2 separate regions of the Sus scrofa genome follow, and region 1 is linked to region 2. A link is a contact called in public Hi-C data. All regions are on one chromosome and are shown on one strand. Each heading gives the region's core, a stretch centred on a gene start, on an enhancer-like site or on the middle of the called end of the contact. The rest is flanking DNA. Distances are from core to core; before and after follow the strand shown.

Region 1 (3,464 bases), core at 433-2,932, 1.1 Mb after region 2:
GGGAGCAAAAGAAAAGTCATGAATTAAGGCACTTATTTAGCCAATGCAAGAAGAACAATAAAGGGAATAGATTTTTTTTTCTAAATAGGCTGATAGCCCACACTAGAACATATTTTTCACTAGAATAGTCTCTGAAAATTCTTCAATATTTGAAAATTTCTGACTTTCAAATAAGAAATTAGGAATATATATCACAATATATAAACTTAATCACTCAAATGGAAAACTGTGAAAGAAACACATTTCTGAATATAATACCACAAAATGTATCTATTTAATATTCCTGTCAAATGACAAAATATTCAATATAATATAGAAAGCCTCACCTGCTCCCTACATTTTCTTTACTGATAAGGTCCTAAGCTTTGAGAGCAAAGATCTCAGTTATTTTACTGAGTTTAATAACAAACTTTATAAATTCCCTGATATATCTGAATACATGTAAGGTAAAACTCTGATCTCTTGCCTTTGGAATATAATGGAACCTAAAAAATACTACTTTTATACTTGAAGAAGTACATCTGATTTTATTTACTGAAAGAGAGAGGGAGAGCAATCATGCCAAAAATCTGGTACAAGAAAGGGAAATTGAATAGGAAAATATAAATTCTAATTATAATTTTCAGTAGCTTTTAGCTAACTGACCTTCAATATTTCCCTTATCTCTCTGGTTTCTGGTTACTTCACCTGTGAAATGGAATGGACTCAACTAGCTCATTTCAAATATCCCTTTAACCCTAGCATCATAGGATTCTGCGTCTTTCACTAGCAACATATTTCAAGGATACAAGAAAAACATAGCAGAGGGGGAAAAAATACTTTACGGTACACTCTGCAGTAAAATATACATTATAAACGTCCAACATTCAAGTTATTTTATACCGAGATCAAACCCTTATATAATCACAGAAACATTTGGCTTCCCCAATAAGTTAGATATACATTTACATACAAATAAAAATCACCTACAGAATTAATGAAACCAGCAAGCAAACAGACCCCCTTTTTTTTTCTACTAAGTGTGTGCTGCAATTTATAGGGCTACTTGAATGATTAGGGACTTCTTAGATGTAAACCGCCCCAGTAGAATGCATTTTTAAGGGAAAAGGTATCAAGGAAGGGAGAAACCAAAGACAAGCTAGATTGTTGTTTACAGTTCTCATTTTCCTTTCAGAATAACTACCTCGGAAATCTATATTCAACACCCCGCAGAAACACACACGCATACACATACACAGACACACAGCCCACCTCGCCATGGATCAGTCAGGGAACAACCTCAGTTGTAAGTTGAAAAACTTGCTTACCAAATTCTTCCCGGCTGTTAGTGATCGGAGCCATTTTTTTTTGCTGCGTGTTCTGTCCGAGGTGCTGAACGGAAACTCCCTAGCTTGGTTCACTTGCCTGGATCTGAAGCGCTGGCTTTTCCTAGTGCTGAAAACAACAGCGCAGAGCTCCAGGGACCTAAGACTGGAATGGGGAGGAGACAAAGAGGGAGGTCCACTCGCCTACGCACAGTGATTTGCTACCAATGTTCCTGTTTTGGCTCTTCAGAGAAGCTGTCTCCGAGACTCTAGACGTGGCTGAAACCCGAATTGACGCAATTCTGACGCTATAGGGTTGAAATCAGCACATGTCTCCCTTTCCTCCTCCCTCCAAACCTCTCCTCTCCCTTTCCTTCTTTCTTCCTCTCTTCCCCCCCCCCCCCGCCCTGAGAATTCAACACACATTCATCAATTATTTTAACTGTTGGACTACTGGAGATTAGTTTGATGTTCTGTTGGGGCTCAGAGGCACAAGAGATGAGTCCCAAAACTCATCGCTCTTATTTTCTAATATAAAATCTTCTAATCATCTAGATTAGTAAAAATGAGCCTGTGTTATCAGGATAATGCAATTTACAGAGACAATTTAAGGGAAGAATAAGAAGAGGAAAAATTCTGCATCAAGATCCATTGTAAAATGCAAAACTATGTTTTCTTTATAAATTTTTATTTGATATAGTATAGCTATGTTTAAAAAATTCACTGCACATTGATCCATTTTAAATAAAATAAGTTCACTATAATTATAATTTACTTTCTAATAAATTATGAGTCTAAACATGCTGACGCTGTTTTTCCATCTATTTGTTAGCTCTCTTCCTTTAATATCTGACATTTGACCAGTCAAATTACTTAGAAACAGATGGGAATAATCCCTTCTGTATTTAGACTCAATCTCAGCTATGATTTTGCATCAAATGAGACTGCTTTTGGAATGACATTTCTTGTTAAAGGTCCATACTTCCAATAGGTTTTTACAAAATAGTTACAAGAATCATACAAAAATCTAAAAATGCATTCATAATTATTGGTTATTTTCAAAGAAAAATTATTTTTTATGATATTCCTGGGACTGGGGAATTGGGAAATTATGGTTTCAGATTCTGATTAATTTTAATCTGAGTGGGCCTTTTTAAAAGAATAAATTTAAAAAAATGTTTAGCAGTTTAACAAAGAGAATTCACGCTATAACTGCAACTTTCAATTATTGCTCCACAAAGAATCCCTTTGCTCTGGAGCTCAGTGAGCAAGTGGCATTCAGTATGTGCTGGGATTGGGGAGGAGTGAGTACTGGGTGAGTCTCAGAAAGCTCTTGTACAAGTGGCAGGTTTCTGCACATTGGCAAGCAGCTGTTCTGAGCATCAGGACTGTCTAGGGAGAAATTGGCTTCAGTCTTTTGCATCATGGAAAATTTTATAAACCTAAGACCCTTTTCTTTCCCTTTCTACTCACTCCCATCTACTTTGCATTTTAGCATTCTTCTAATAGATTTTTTAACCCCATATATTCCTGCTATGAAATCATACAAAGTTACTGTATTTAATGTTTCCATTGGCAAAATCTGTATTTGTGTCCTTATCCTTCCATTTCATTCAGATTACTTACTTCTTTAATTATACAGGCACTTGGTGGCCTTGTCCCTAGGAATATATTTCCATTAGATAGATGGAAGAGACAGTGGCATTTATTTGTGATACACATCACAAATAAACAAAATATATCATGTGAGGTTTTCTAAAATACATTTTTGGAGTTCCCATTGAGATTCAGTGGTTAATGAACCCAACTAGTATCCATTAGGATGTGGGTTCAAACCCTGGCCTTGCCTGGTGGGTTAAGGATCTGGTGTTGTGGTGTAGGTCGCAGATGAGTCTTGGATCCTGTGTGGCTGTGGCATAGGCCAGTGGCTACAGATCTGATTTGACCCCTAGCCTGGGAACCTCCATATTCCACAGGTACAGCCCTAAAAATACCAAAAAAAACACCATTTTCTAGCTAAGTTATAGCTAACATATGATTACATTCACTTGTCATTAACATAATAACTTATGTATGTATTCTACATAAATTAATATCTGGTTAGTTTTACCTGTAGGTGGTAAAACACTGTCATCCAAAACTAATCTAGATTATTTAAAC
Region 2 (3,289 bases), core at 479-2,978:
TTCTGAGTGGCAAAGCAGGCAGGACTGCCTCCACGCCAGCTCATCACTGGCAGGAGATCATCATTACTCCTGCTTATTCACTTTCATTCCTCACTTCTTGACTCTTAGTCATAAGGAACAGGGGTTCCTCATTGACCTATTTGAGTAGAGAGGTACAGGGAGGGAATAAAGGGAGTGACAGAAAGGAGAGAGCTGTCTGAGATGTCCCCAGGGATCTGTAAGTCAGGATTGATTACCTTGGGTTCCCACATGTGCACTTTTCCTTTAAAAAACTCGGTGAGGCAAGGGGGCTACTCCAGTTAGGGAGGCCAAATGCACAGGTGCAACACAAGATAAAAGATAATACAATTATTGTCATCTTGAAAACCATCACTCCCCTAAGGCTTGGCACCAAAGGCAAAAACAGCTTCCACTTCTCTACCTTGCACTCTGTCTTGGCACTTTCTCCCCCACTTCATCCCCTATACATCTACTGTACATTTTAAATAAATTCCACTAGTATAGAATTAAAGCAAAAGAAACCATACTATCCAATTCGCTTTGGCTGTCAGAGATGTCAGCACTGTATGTAGATATGGACTTGGGGAGGTACCTGAAGACGGAAGAAGAAGGGGAGGAGGAGGAATCAAGCACACAGATCATGGGCTGAGATAACCCTCTTTTAGGTCATAAAAATCGCCCTCTCCTATTTTCCAAGAAGGATATAGTGCAGAAGAAGACACAGAGGGTATTAGTTTGACAGTCTTAGGGATAAATCATCTGGTTGGGCTGAGAAGCTTTTCCAACGTGGTTCACAGAAATTGAAACAACAGAACCTCAGCTCAGATTTCTTGTCAATGCAGACTCAGAGGCTGAAATTTTCTTCTATTTCCCTCTCCTCAGCCTCTCTGATTTGATGATTTCAGTATGAATTCTCAGCACATGAACAAAACTCAATTGATATTGGTTGAATGAACCTATGGAACTCCCAACATGGAACATATTAAGGAAAGATAGAGGCAACCAAAAAAAGACTATATATAAAGGTACATGCAAAAGGCCTCCCCTCCTCAACCCGTTCATATACATACATTACACAGCAGAAAGTGAACCAAAATTTCATATAGTTCGATGAAAAGAACTGAATGATTTACAGAGAATTTCAACCATTTTGTAGAATTTCCAGACCTAATGCTGCCTTCCTACAGCGCTGCTTTTTTTGAAGGCAACGGGTGGAAATTTCCACGCACGTGGGCTCCAAGGCCAGCAGATGGCGATGTTTCTCAGTTTTACACCGAGACGTGGGCCAGAGGCCATTAGAGATGCAGGGTGTGTTTATCAGATGGCTGTTAAATCAGCTCAAAATCTGTAAAGGCAAGGCAGATCAGCCCTTATTTATTTATACTTAGAGTTGATGAATTCAGTAAAATTCCATAATTGGCAAATGAACACTGTGTTTGTGTTGGGGATAAGGCCGGAAACTCTGAATGTGAGATGGTTGGGTAGCTCGGTTTAATCTCTCTCAGTTGCTTTTTAAAATGCAATTCCTCTTGCTCTGCCTTCTGACGGCCTGGATTCAGTCAATGCGGGACCCAAGGGCACCTGACAGCAGCTTGTTCATTTCTTTTCCATTTCTTTAGAAGTGGGCTCCTCCTTCACTATCAGCCACTTTGCCGCCTCCCTCCCCCCAGCCCCAGACCTGGGGCGGAGGTAGAGTCTGCGAGGGGTTGGGTCAGGCAGCCAGAGCAGGGCTGCGCGGGGCGAGGATGTTCAGTAAGCAGCCGTGAGGAGGAGGGAGCCTGCTTGGGCAACCTCCCCGGTGGCAGCCTCAGCAGCACAAGAGGACGGGAGGTGGGCCCACTTTGCCTGACAGGGCGGCTACGCCCTGAGAGCCAGAGTCTGCCTGGAGAGAGAGAGAGAGACAGATCTGTTTTAAGCAGAGTGGGAGAAATTTGGGGGGTAAATTGGTCTTAAAATACTGCTTGTTCTGTGAGCTGTCCCATTAAGGGAAATGGTAATACCTGGGATCCAGGGCATTTGATTTTTAGGTCTGGAGGTGCCACTATTCCACTCTATGGTATTGAGCTTTTTCTGTTTGTTTTTCATCTGTAGTATGAGCCCTTTAAAGAATATCCTCCAACCATATTTAAATTATGTTCTTCTGAAGTACAACCCTGGCTGTACAGGGGAATTTTTGATGCCAGGCCTCCACTCTCACTCAATTAAATCAGAATTTCTGGGGATGGGACCTAAGCATGCATATTTTCGTAAAGCCGTCTGAGTGATTCTAGTGTACAGCCTGGTTTGAGCACTGTCCCTCTAGCAGTGTTCTCAAAGGAAGGTCCCAGGACCAGCAGCATTATCTTCATCTGAGAACTTACTAGAAATGGAAATTATCAGAATCAGAAACCTCTTTGGTGGGCCCAGCAATTTGTGTTTTAACAAGCCCTCCAAGCAATTGTGATACGCACTGAAGTTTGAAACCCACTGTTATATTTGGGAGAATGATTTTTCCCCACATTTTTTTGCAGTTAGGTGGAGCTGGTGACGACTCCTTCTAGCAGTGGGCTGTGGACACAGATGTTCTATATCATTTCCTGGCCTAAGTTTTTAAATACTGGCACTAGACCTTTCATTTTCTTTTTACTCTTTTAAGTTTAATTTTTATCCTGTATTGGAGTATAGTTGATTTACAATGTTGTGTTAGTTTCAGGTGTACAGCAAAGTGATTCAGTTATACGTGTACATATATCCACTTGACCTTTCATTTTCTTAACCTAAGCTATGTGATTCTAACAGCCAGGAATGTGTCACATTGACCCTTCTGTTAGCTTGAACCCTCACTTGCTAGATATTCATCTTGTGAATGAGAAAAAGGCAACAAAAATTTTTGATGCATTAAATGATTGAAGTTTTGTAACTGTTTACTGCCATATACTCTTTCCTTCTTAGTTAATACAGTAATTCATGTGTAGTTCCAACTATTTGGTTGGTTTGGTGCTGATAGGAAGAGAAGCTAAAGACATGGACTATGCAATAGCTATATTTAATGGAATCATAGGACTGTGGGAAAGGTGTGCAACTTGGGGCGGGTGGGGGGGGAATGCACTGAGACCTCGTGTCTGGAGAGAGAGTTGGGGCAGATCATGAGAAAGAATAGGAATGTAAGCAGGACCCCCACCCCTGGAGTTTTCAAACTTAAACTATCCATTTCACATTTCTGTGAAAAGGACATATTTAGGTCAAGAATTTTAGAAATGTTTTGATATCTGGGTCTCATTCACACATTCTAAGAAAAAGAAGGCAATTG

Evidence for each region. Hi-C and Micro-C count contacts between places; a contact is called where the count stands out from the background.
Region 1: a contact with region 2 is called in a Hi-C map of brain, with 9 times the contacts expected there. The contact joins the promoter of SYT4 here to the enhancer-like site in region 2. A contact is called at or near these places in 16 of 47 Hi-C or Micro-C datasets (alveolar macrophages, brain, embryonic fibroblasts and 10 more).

What each region holds. Positions count from the first base shown.
Region 1 is chr6:127,390,576-127,394,039 of Sscrofa11.1, forward strand. It overlaps SYT4 (synaptotagmin-4), which reads right to left and starts at 1,683. Exons shown (of 4, transcript XM_021096335.1): 1 at 1,308-1,683. The coding sequence starts at 1,341.
Region 2 is chr6:126,258,718-126,262,006 of Sscrofa11.1, forward strand. No RefSeq gene overlaps it. Among named protein-coding and RNA genes, the nearest start is that of PIK3C3, 370 kb to the left of the region's middle. Within about 2 kb of position 1,729, at least 32 of the 83 cell types and tissues checked have an H3K27ac peak or open chromatin away from gene starts, as enhancers often do. A contact at or near this core is called in brain, embryonic fibroblasts, epiblast stem cells and 3 more, where this site is marked.